Regions from separate parts of the Pan troglodytes genome. Here region 1 is linked to region 2. The links are chromatin contacts, called in public capture Hi-C maps. All regions are on one chromosome and are shown on one strand. Each heading gives the region's core, a stretch centred on a gene start, on an enhancer-like site or on the middle of the called end of the contact. The rest is flanking DNA. Distances are from core to core; before and after follow the strand shown.

Region 1 (5,306 bases), core at 2,187-4,686, 150 kb after region 2:
AACGGTTTTATTTTGCACAAATTATATTTCTACACAATGGCCCAGCTCACATTTATTTAGTGTATAATGTGACTATAAGATTACCATGTAAATATTCCCAAAGCAAGACCTGCATTATAGTCTGGTGTGCAAAGTCGGTTTTCTGTTAAAAAGCAGCTGATTTAATAAAGCACAGAAAGAGCTTGAGGCCGAAGACTGGGGTTGGGTGGCTCTACTACTGATGAGAAGAAATCATTTTACTTCCTCGCGCCTGCATTCTCAGCTAAGAGACACAAACTGTAGTATTTTATCAATTTTGGATTCTTATTGAAAGAACCAAATGGATCGCATCCGATAAAGTTTGACCTTGCCTTCCGATTCTCCTCCAGGCTTCTCCATCCATGATCACAGATTTGCATACAAGAAGAACCACGAAGTTATCTTTGCAGTTTCCCAGCCTATCTTTGTATTAAAAGTTCCAGAATTTACTCCACCTAAAACTGGGCAAGTCTTTGCTCTTTCCTAATGATTTTATTTAACTACTAAATCTCTAATATTTGGTAGATTTTGTTTTTTTAAAACTTAGAAGATATGAAGAATTCCATATAACGATCCTAAATGTGCTAGGTGTGGTGGCTCACGCCTGTAATCCCAGTGCTTTGGGAGACTGAGGTGGGCAGATCACAAGGTCAGGAGATCGAGACCATCCTGGCCAACACGGTGAAACCTTGTCTCTACTAAAAATACAAAAGAAATTAGCCGGGCATGGTGGCATGCGCCTGTAGTCCCAGTTACTTGCGAGGCTGTGGCAGGAGAATTGCTTGAACCCGGAAGGCAGAGGTTGCAGTGAGCCGAGATCGCACCATGGCACCCAGCCTGGGCAACATGAGTGAAACTCCATCTCAAAAAAAAAAATCCTAAATGTTAGTAACAGTCACAAATTTATCATGCCTAGCATTTTTATCTCGGCTTATGGAATGGGGCCAAAGCTAACATACACAGAGTGAAAGGAAAGCAGAGAAGGAGGAAGGGAGAAGAGGGCAGAGGGAGGATGGAGGGAGAGAGGCTGTTCTGCTCTCTTGATTGATATCGATAATTGCTTTCTGCTTTCTTCATCCCAAATTGGTGCTCTTAACTCTCCTATTCTAGAACCAAGAGCTAGAACAGAGACTTAACACTGCCCACTTCCTCTGTTCAAATGTAGTCCTCCCTGGGGTCCTATAGCAGTTTTCCAGTCAAAAAATGTGTTAATGATGAACTCATAGAATCACTATTTCCAGTGAGAAAACAATCCAGTCAAATTCAAATGCTTTGCTCTCATTTGACCTACCAGTCTCTTATTAGGTTTCATTCCAGATCTTTAGAGTCTTGTATTATGGCTTTTTGTTTTCAATTCATGCATTATTTTTATATTTCCAAGGTTTTCTTTGGGTATCTTTTAGTTTGAGAAACTATCTTCAAATATTCACCAACACACTTGATTGTTTTGTTGTTGAGACAGGGTCTCACTCTGTCATCCAGGCTGGAGTGCACTGGTGTCATCACAGCTCACTGCAGCATTGACCTCCCAGACTCGAGTAATCCTCCCACCTCAGCCTCCTGAGTAGCTGGGACTACAGGCATATGCCACCATACCCAGCGCATGTTTTAATTTTTTGTAGAGATGAGGTCTTGACATGTTGCCTAGACTGGTCTTGAACTCCTGGGCTCAAGCAACCCACCCACCTCAGACTCCCAAAGTGCTGTAATTACAGAAGTGAGCTACCATGCCTGGCCCAAATTTATTTTTATTTCATTGGCAAAAATAAGTTTTTTCCTGCTCCTAATAAATGTGCATTGAAAAATTTGGAAACCACAAAAAATACCTAAAGGATAAAAGTCAGGAGACAGCCCTGGTAATGGGTTAGTGCTGTCCGCCCAGTCTCTCTCCACCGCGTGTGTGCATACACTTGTGATTGCACTACACATGATATTTTATAACCTCCCTTTTCACTCAATATCATATCTCATATTTTTCTATGTCATCAAAAAGGCTAACCCTTGGCTATTAAGGGCCTCCTAATACCCCATCACATGGATGTGCTGCTCTTTATGGGATTAATTTCCCTCTTCAAACATGACATCTGGCTTGTCTTTACATTTTTAAATTCTTCACTATTACATATAAGAAAGTAAAAGCCATTCTAAAAGCAGCTTGGGGCCGGGCACGGTGGCTTATGCCTGTAATCCCAGCACTTTGGAAGGCCGAGGCGGGCAGATCACTTAAGGTCAGGAGTTTGAGACCAGCCTAGCCAACATGGTGAAACCCCGTTTCTACTAAAAATAAAAAAAAATTAGCCGGGCCTGGTGGCAGGCACCTGTAATCCCAGCTACTCAGGAGGCTGAGGCAGGAGAATCACTTGAACCCGGGAGGCGGAGGCTGCAGTGAGCCAAGATCGCACCACTGCACTCCAGCCTGGGTGACAGAGCGAGACTGTCTTAAATGATAATGATAATAATAATAATAATAACAACAGCTTGGGACCCAAACCATTGGCTGAAGCCCATCTGTAAAGTCATGAATTTGGAGTAGACAATCACACAGGCTCTTTATCCCAACCTTTCCATGGAGCTCAGGCTGTCAGCCACCTCTTCAGAAGTCGGAATGCCTGGAGAGCCCTTAGTCCACGTGTCGGCTGCGCCTCCGTCTTCTGCCTCCACTCTGTCCTCCACCATTTGACCAGGCAGTGCTGGGAAGCAAGGAGGGGACCAGGCTGGAGCCTTAAGTCCTGGCGCAGCTGTCGACTGTCAGTGCGGCCACTGCAAAGCGATGGAAATGTCCCAGAGTGGGGCAGCTGGTCGGTAAGACGATGTCACAGATGCCTGGGAAGAGGAATGCACTGGATAAAACGCTGCCTCACTGAACTCTTATTCACAGCCCTGAGCATCCGCCTTTGATTATATTCATAGCCTTGAGGAAGAGCTAGAGATGAGGCATCTTTCCTCACGGAACAGCCGACACAGATATTACAGCCTGGCTTTGGGCTTCAGGAGACGGGCTCAGAGACATCAAGTGCTCTGCCCAAGATCACACAGCAGTGAGTGGCTGAGCAGAGGCCAGACCCCTCCCGCAGCCACTTTCTAATGGCGGCTACAATCACCAAGAGGGACTGAATTTCAAAGCCTCTATTTAAACAATGATGAGCTACAAAATGCATTCTTACTTCTTAGGTCAACACTTTACTAATAAATTAGGAGATTAAAAAGTCGATATAAAATGTATAAAAAATCTTCACCAGATGACTTCCGCCGTGTCAGGAAGCTGCTATTTCTGTTACGTTTTACTGTTCTCTTCCCCAAATCCCTGGCGTGTTGCCTGGAAATTCGCGATTGTCTGTAACTCTTCATCTAGCTCCTAGGATTTCGTTTGAAATTCCTGCCACGGTCAGAAACATTTTGGAAGACAGCATTTGAACATCGGATGCAGAAGAAACGCACTCCCGGTTACCAGCAAGATCGCTGTGTGGAATGAGGCACTTGAGAAAATCTACATTTGGCTCTGAATTTTCTCAACTTCTTTCCCTCCTCCAGGGAAACAGAAGCGCGGAAAGGCGCCCTCTCCTTCCCTCCGTCTGAGGCTCTCGCCCGCCAGGCCCTTCCCGACTCCGCCCAGGCCACGGGCTGCCCCACCCACACCGGCAGCCTGAGGGGAAGCGGCGGCACCGCCCGCGCGGGTCCGGCCCTGAGGCGGCCTGGTGCTGCCCCCTGCCGTCCAGCGGGAATCGCAACCGATCTCAGAGACTGAATCTAAGAATAACTGTCAGATCATCAGGAGGGTTCTCCTAGTTCCACAAATGAGTCTATTTGATCGTGGCCCACAATCTTTGCCTGACTGAAAAAGGCGGTTTTCAGAATGCGGACGAGCTCGTTCCACCCTGCACGAGCAAGAGAACGTTGGAGGCTGCAAGGTGCCCTGCAAAGCCCTTCAGAAAGTCCTGGTGAAATCCCAGTGCCAGAGACGACTCCGAGCGAGATACTGCTTTGGACTTCCGTGTTCCAATCCTCAAAGTAGATTTCACTTGCAGGATTTTGAGAGGTTTAAAAAATACCTGGCAGGCATCTAAAAATGGCAGCAGTAAAAGAGGGTATGGAATTTTTATTTGTAGATTTCAATAAATGAACTTTTTCAAGATTACATGAATAAGATCAATAGAGAGATTCACTTTAGCATACTGAGTCTGTTTTTAAATGAACCTTAATTTAGCATTATACATATGTCAGGATTGCATTATTTTATATATTAAAACTAATCCAAGATGAATGGGAAAATAGAGAATCTAAATTTATCCAATTATTTCAATAGTAGTACTTAATAAAGCTCCGGCTGTAGAGATTTATTGATTCGGCAAACAGAGATGGTCTCATCTCCACAGCACAAGAAACCCTGTGCATCACAAATGAGTTTCACGGGTATAAAGTAAAATTTCTAGTAGCTGTTTTTTAAAAGTGTAAAATTAATTAATTAAGATTGTTTTATCTTGTATCTTACTTTGCAACCAGTAACATTGTGGCTTCAGAGCCACAAGTCCTAAATTTGAATCCAAGGCTGGCCTCTAGGCAAACACCTCTCAGATGCTAGATGGTGCCTTTGAAATAAGCATGTGTTATATAACCCAGTGTGCACAGAGGCCTCATGCCCACAAACTATTGCTACCTGGGAATGTCAGATAGTCCTGCCTGCCACTGTCACCCCTGAACTGTATGACTTGTTTCTTCTCCTATGGCCTTGACTCTTGGTTCTTGACTCTGGTATTCACTTGGCCCTGGTGTCATCCATACTAACATGTTGTATATAAGATGCATGTGTACAGTGAGTTTTTATTTTTCTAATTACGAAATGAGTAGATGCTTATTAAAAAATTGCACCTTGCTGAAATCTGAACTAGACCAGATTAGCCTTGCAAGGCTCTGAAAACCAAATTGTTACTGGAATTACAGTTCACAAAAATAGGCCAGGTCCTATACACTGAACCTAAACAAAGCTACTGTCTGTTAAAAATCAGAAACTTAAATAGGATCAAGAATCTTGGCATAATATTAAAAGTGTGCAGGATACAAGCAAATATTGCTTGTCACAACAAGAAGCAGGAGAAACACAACTTGAATAAGAAAAGACAATCAGCTGACACCACAGTAAAGTAAATCAGATGGTGGAGTTATAAGATGCTCAAAGCAGCCACAACAATGCTTCAACAAACAATTATGAACTCAGTTGAAATAAATGAACAAATAGGAAACTTAGCAAAAACGAGAAATTATTTTAAAAGGACCAAGTAGAAATTATAGAA
Region 2 (5,504 bases), core at 1,532-4,031:
CCTCAGAGCCCCATATCTCCTCCCAGCACCCATGAAGCTGGGCAGGTTAGGTTACAGGTAGGGTGACATTCCAGAGCTGCCTCAGTCCTCAACACCCCGAAAGGGTCATCTTGAATGAGAGGCAGTGGTCACAGACCAGCATGGAGACTAGGAGAACGACTCTCCCTCTTGACCCAAGTCAGGAGCATCCGGCCGCCCACAGAGAGGGAGACTGGGCTCCTTTCAGGCTCCAGGAGCCTGTCCTGCTCCTGAAGCTCATGGTTCAAACCTTGTTTCCTGCTTTGTAAACACTTAGGAGTCATTGATTTAAAAGTGTCCAGACCCCAAAATGCCACACGTCTTTTTGTTTAACTCATAAAAAAATACTGACTATAAATGAGTCCAGACTCGTGTCTTGATGTTCAAAGCCTCCCACATTCTGTCCCAACCCGCCTTTGCCACCACCAGGGTCTCCTTCAGTACTGGGGGCGTGTCTCATCCTCCCATCTCCACACGTCACTGTTCCCGAGACTGCCTTTCTCGCTTCTTCCACCGGGCCAGCCCCAACCAGGGTAGACCCAGCCTCCGGCCCCTGGGAACCCCTGCTCGGAGCCTCCGTCACATTTTGCGGTGCCGTCACTGTGCACACTTTGTCATCGCAACTGCACACACCTCCCAGCTCTCCCAGCCACCGTGCACACTTCATCATCACAACCACACACACCTCCCAGCTCTCCCAGCGACCGCGCATGCTTCATCACAACCACACACACCTCCCAGCTCTCCCAGCCACCGTGCACACTTCGTCATTGCAACCGCACACACTTCTCAGCTCTCCCAGCCACCGTGCACACTTCATCATCACAACCACACACACCTCCCAGCTCTCCCAGCCACCGTGCACACTTCATCATCACAACCACACACACCTCCCAGCTCTCCCAACCACCGTGCACACTTCATCATCACAACCGCACACACCTCCCAGCTCTCCCAGTGACCGTGCACGCTTCATCATCACAACCAAACACACCTCCCAGCTCTCCCAGCAGCCTCAGGTCCCTCACAGCAGGCTGGGGATTCTTCATCCTGCACCCCTGCAAGTCCAGGACAGGGGCCCGGATTTGAAGCGTGGATAGTCCTGTGACCTTTGGATAAGTTACTAAATGTTTACAAACCTCAGGGTGTTCAAATGTGTACAAATAAAATTATGAAAATGAAAATGTGTAAATTAAACAATCGATATTTGTTGCTTTGTTGATGAAGGATGGCTGGCTTCCACAAATGCAACCCCAGGCAGTTCTTCAGGAAAGGCGGCCATCTGGAAGGCGCATTCGCCTTTCTGCCGTCTGCAGGCTTGGCCTCTAGCCGGGCGTCCAGCCTGCCTAGCCTTCCACAGCCCTCACTGAACACATCGTCTCCAAAAGTGCAAATCCAACGAGCTTGAGCTAATCACAGTGCTTTAGAGAAGGGACCTGTCTTCTTCCAGCTCCTCAATTGACTTCAATTCTGCTAACAGGAGCCTTGTTTTTGCAAGATAGGTCCAGTCTCGAGCCTTTCCGCTCCACAGGGCTCGGTCCCTGAACGCGGCCCAGGGCCTCCCCACACGGAGATTTCTCTTTCCTTTCACCAACACCAGAAAGATCAACCATAGCAGATTTTTTCATCTGAAAGGATTTTTCTAAAGTAACTATTTAAAAATGGTGTTTCCTTTGGCCATCTGTATTCTAAATGCTGGCTCCTCCCGCCAGAGGCCTCTGTGAGAACTGAACTGTAGACGCAGAGGGGCAGGGAGGAGGTCAAAGGCAGTTTCCAGCGCCCGGGGCCGCCTAACTCTGCCTCGCTGCATTAACACTTGACGAGCATATTGACATACTAGGCTTTGCGATCCTCTTTCTATTTTTAAACACTTGATTTATGCCTTTCAGTTGGATCTTATTCAACTAAAAATGTACTGTGTGTTCAGCTGAAAAAGAGTAAACATTTTCCATGGCTATGGCAATATGTTTGCATAGACCTCAATTACAAAATTAACAGGGCAGATTTGGTTGTCTTTGTTGAGCCGAAGAGATTACAATGAAAACCTCTAATGAAAGGAGACATGAGAAATAAGACCTAAAGACAATACTAAACAAGAACGGCTCGTTTATTCACTAAATTTGATTTACTAGACAGCTGTGTTGCTTCCATTTTAGAATTCAACAAGTAAGAACGTCATTTCTAAATGGCAGCAAAACCCGAAATCCCGGGTTAGAGCCAAGGGTGTGTGGGTCAGGGGGTGGACAGGGATGGGCAGAGGGCGTGGGGAGAGATGGTGACGGCGCGGAGCCTCCCTGGGCCGATCGGCACGATCCGCGCTCCGGAGTCACCTGTGCGCCAGCTGATGACACAGTATGAATCTCGTCCAAGGTGTGACTCCATGTCCCGGGACTGGTGGAGGCGGAAGGTGGGAGGTGGGGACTGGCTGTGCCCAGCCTGGAGGGAAGAGGTGCTCGGGCCTGGGCTGGCGGGGCTGCCTCAGGGGCTGAGTGACCAGCAGAGCCCTCAGACCTGTGCCATGCCGCCCTGGGACGGGGACAGGTGACCCAAAGCCAGGCACAGAAGGGCAGGTGTCACTTTCTTCCCCTGGCCCGAAAGGCCCCTGCCCGCCTGGACAGCATCAGGAGGCTGGCAGGGGACTGGTGCCATGGACGGGCCCTGGCTGACGATGGAGGTGGGCACGTCGGCCCGCAGAGGCTCTCCTTGGCCCACACTCAGTTGGCTCCTGAGCCCTTTCTAATGAGGCCTGATCTGGGGCTTCCCGCTCTGTCCTTGTGAGGGGGAGCCGCTCCACTGGGTGAAAATACCGGCACATCAGCGTCATGGGAGCCCTGCCGGCCGTCAGCCGTCGTCCTGTCAAATCTGTCGGAGCCCCTCACCCTGATGCTTCTTGTTCACGGTGTTCCATCCCCGGCCCTTCCTCGTCCACAGTTACACGTCCTGTCCCCTCCCTCCCCATCCTCACGGCAGGAGGAGCTGAGTCCACTCTCCCCATCCCACGGCCCTGCTGCTGCCATCCTGAAACCTATCACCAGGGCCCCCAGAATGGAGCCAGCCTGGCCACCTCCAACGCGCGTTTGGTGAGATTTTTTGTTTGTTCTTGAGCGTGATGTACAGAGAAGAGGGTGGGAGGATGTGGCCACGGGGCAGGAAGTGCAGGGTGACACCCGAGGGCTGACAGCTGCCCCCGAGCCCCCAGCCCCTCGCCTGGCCATCCCAGACCACCCCCAGACCCCATGCTGGCCACTGAGAGGCCATGCCTGGCAGGCCAGCAGCCCCCCAGAAACACCATGCAGCTACACACTGGCCGGTGAAGGGCCCACACACAGAGCCGGGAGAGTGAGCGGGCAGGCGCACACTGTGTGCTGGGAAACCAGTGCCTCTCACTGCTCTCCAGTGCTGGGCACACACACTCCTGGCAGCAGACGGAAGGGCGGCTTCCGGGCCCTCAGACCCAGGACGGGCACCACGCTGGAGCTCAGCCATCCCGGCGGTGGCATCACAGAGTGGCCCTGCTCTCCCAGAGTCCTTGCCCGGATGAGGGCTGCCAAGACAGGGCCATCGGGGAAGCTGCTGCCGGCTCATTTGCAGCTTCCTTCCAGAGGCCCAGATGCGGTTCTGCAGAACCAGATGCGGTTCTGCAGAAAGAGAGTGCTTCGGGGGCTCCGGAGCCCACCGCACAGCCCCGGCCACCTTGGAGCCACACTGGCCCCTCCGCTTCAGGTCTCTGGAACACCAAAGGAAGGTGGAGACCGGCCCCCGTCAGGACTAGGAAGCAGGGGGCTTCCCAGAGCCTCCACCGGGCTCGAGGCCAGGCAGGCTTCACCACACCCCACCGCAGCCCACCACATACCCCTGACCCCCAGCAGCGTCCTGACCCCAGGCTGTCAGTCCACATGCAGGCGTCGGGTGCACATCAGTGAGGGAAGGAAGGAACACAAGGCCAACGCCAATCACAAAACTGCCCTGAGAAAACGGAGAGAAGCCCCTCCGTTCAGGGAGTTCCATTCCCAGGATGTGGCATCAGAGAAGGACCGCCTAGACGCCCGGACCCCTGAACTTCTCCCCAGCACTGACAGCTGCAAGCCTGGCCACACTCACAGCACGGAGCCCCGCCTGACGCCGCGGTCGCTTGACTTCACAATCACAGGAGCGTGACGCCTACAGCCTATTGTTGCCGTGTAGGGCACAGACTTCTTAAAAAGAATCTTCAGGGGATGTCGCCAGGTGATGGCGGGAATCCTCAATGAGAGGGTGAGGCCGCCGGGGCTGCTGTGTCCTCAGATGTGGTGCCACCTCCGAGGGTCTCCAAGGGTGCATGTGAGCCACAGTCACCACCACAGTGTGCCGACGACCGCCACAGAAACAGCCACGGCACCGCGAGGACCGTCCTGCACCACAATCAGGACACAGCGATAAAGATGTCGCATCCATCCACCGCTTAATTCCGTGCCAGCTTTTATTCACCACCTGAATCATGGTTCACATTTTTAAAGGTTGGGGGAGAAGACACAGCTTGTCCCAGAAGTCATGCTCGGGTGTCCAGAGAGGCCTGAGTGCCGATCTAATCGCAAGTGATTAGAATGTGGTACCGGGAGGGATAACAGCAGGAAGCAGCAGGCACAAGCAGGGTCGCCAGAGGGACAGGGATAGTCTGTAAAGGTGGGGACAAAGGAGTCAGTGGGGACAAAGGAGTTGGGTCGCGAGTGCAGGAACTGGGGGCTCTGGGCAGGGCAGGGAGGGGACTAGGCCTTGTGCTGTGGGAGGGAGGGACAGTGTAGAGCCAGACATCCCTGGGGCGCCTGATTCCCGACCCACTGTGGTTCCCAAGGGCAACCACACAGCTCAGCTGGGCACGTCTAGCTGGAGCTTGGGCCCCTGGAGTGCGGGTTCGGGCCACCACCCCCAGCAGAGGCCATGCTGAGGGACAACGGGAGCCCCATTAGGGCCAGACCCCCTTCCACCACCCGCCCCCATGAACTTCCTTCAGGAAGACAGTCCTGGAGCCATGGAGGCTTCCTCCTCTCCCACAGCATGAGCTGGGTCCTCAGCCAATGTGGAGGGTGCGACTCAGACCCTCCCTGGAGGACGCCTGTCACTGCCAGAAACCTGAGGGCTGCAGCCTCCAGCGGCCGAGGGGAGGGCCCGGCCGCACTGTCCCTGCTGGACGTGCCTGGAGAGCAGTCCTTGCCGTCCGACCACCTCTGGTCATGACCTGCTGAGGAAGGGCTTACCCTCCACCCACAATGAACCCACATTTCTGAGCCCCCGAGATCCTGACACCAAAGTGAAGCCTTGCGTGAGGACACGGGCGATAAGGCATCAGTGCAGCCAGGCGCGGCCCCAGCCTCTCGGAAGTGAGGCGAGCCTCCATCCCCCATCCAGAGGAAATTAATAAAGCTACCTGCAGATTATTATGGAAAATAGATTATCTCCTGCAGTGATGATTTAAAATAAATCCTGTTTGAGGACCCCACTGACACAGG

What was found. Capture Hi-C pulls out chosen DNA fragments and counts their contacts.
Region 1: a contact with region 2 is called in a capture Hi-C map of stem cell-derived neural stem cells, with 5 times the contacts expected there. The contact joins two enhancer-like sites. A contact is called at or near these places in 2 of 7 Hi-C or Micro-C datasets (induced pluripotent stem cells and stem cell-derived neural progenitor cells) and 1 of 1 other capture datasets (stem cell-derived neural stem cells).

The regions. Positions count from the first base shown.
Region 1 is chr14:118,217,370-118,222,675 of NHGRI_mPanTro3-v2.0_pri, forward strand. No RefSeq gene overlaps it. Among named protein-coding and RNA genes, the nearest start is that of TUBGCP3, 17 kb to the left of the region's middle. Within about 2 kb of position 3,437, at least 18 of the 24 cell types and tissues checked have an H3K27ac peak or open chromatin away from gene starts, as enhancers often do. A contact at or near this core is called in stem cell-derived neural stem cells, where this site is marked.
Region 2 is chr14:118,064,415-118,069,918 of NHGRI_mPanTro3-v2.0_pri, forward strand. No RefSeq gene overlaps it. Among named protein-coding and RNA genes, the nearest start is that of SPACA7, 76 kb to the left of the region's middle. Within about 2 kb of position 2,782, at least 3 of the 24 cell types and tissues checked have an H3K27ac peak or open chromatin away from gene starts, as enhancers often do. A contact at or near this core is called in stem cell-derived neural stem cells, where this site is marked.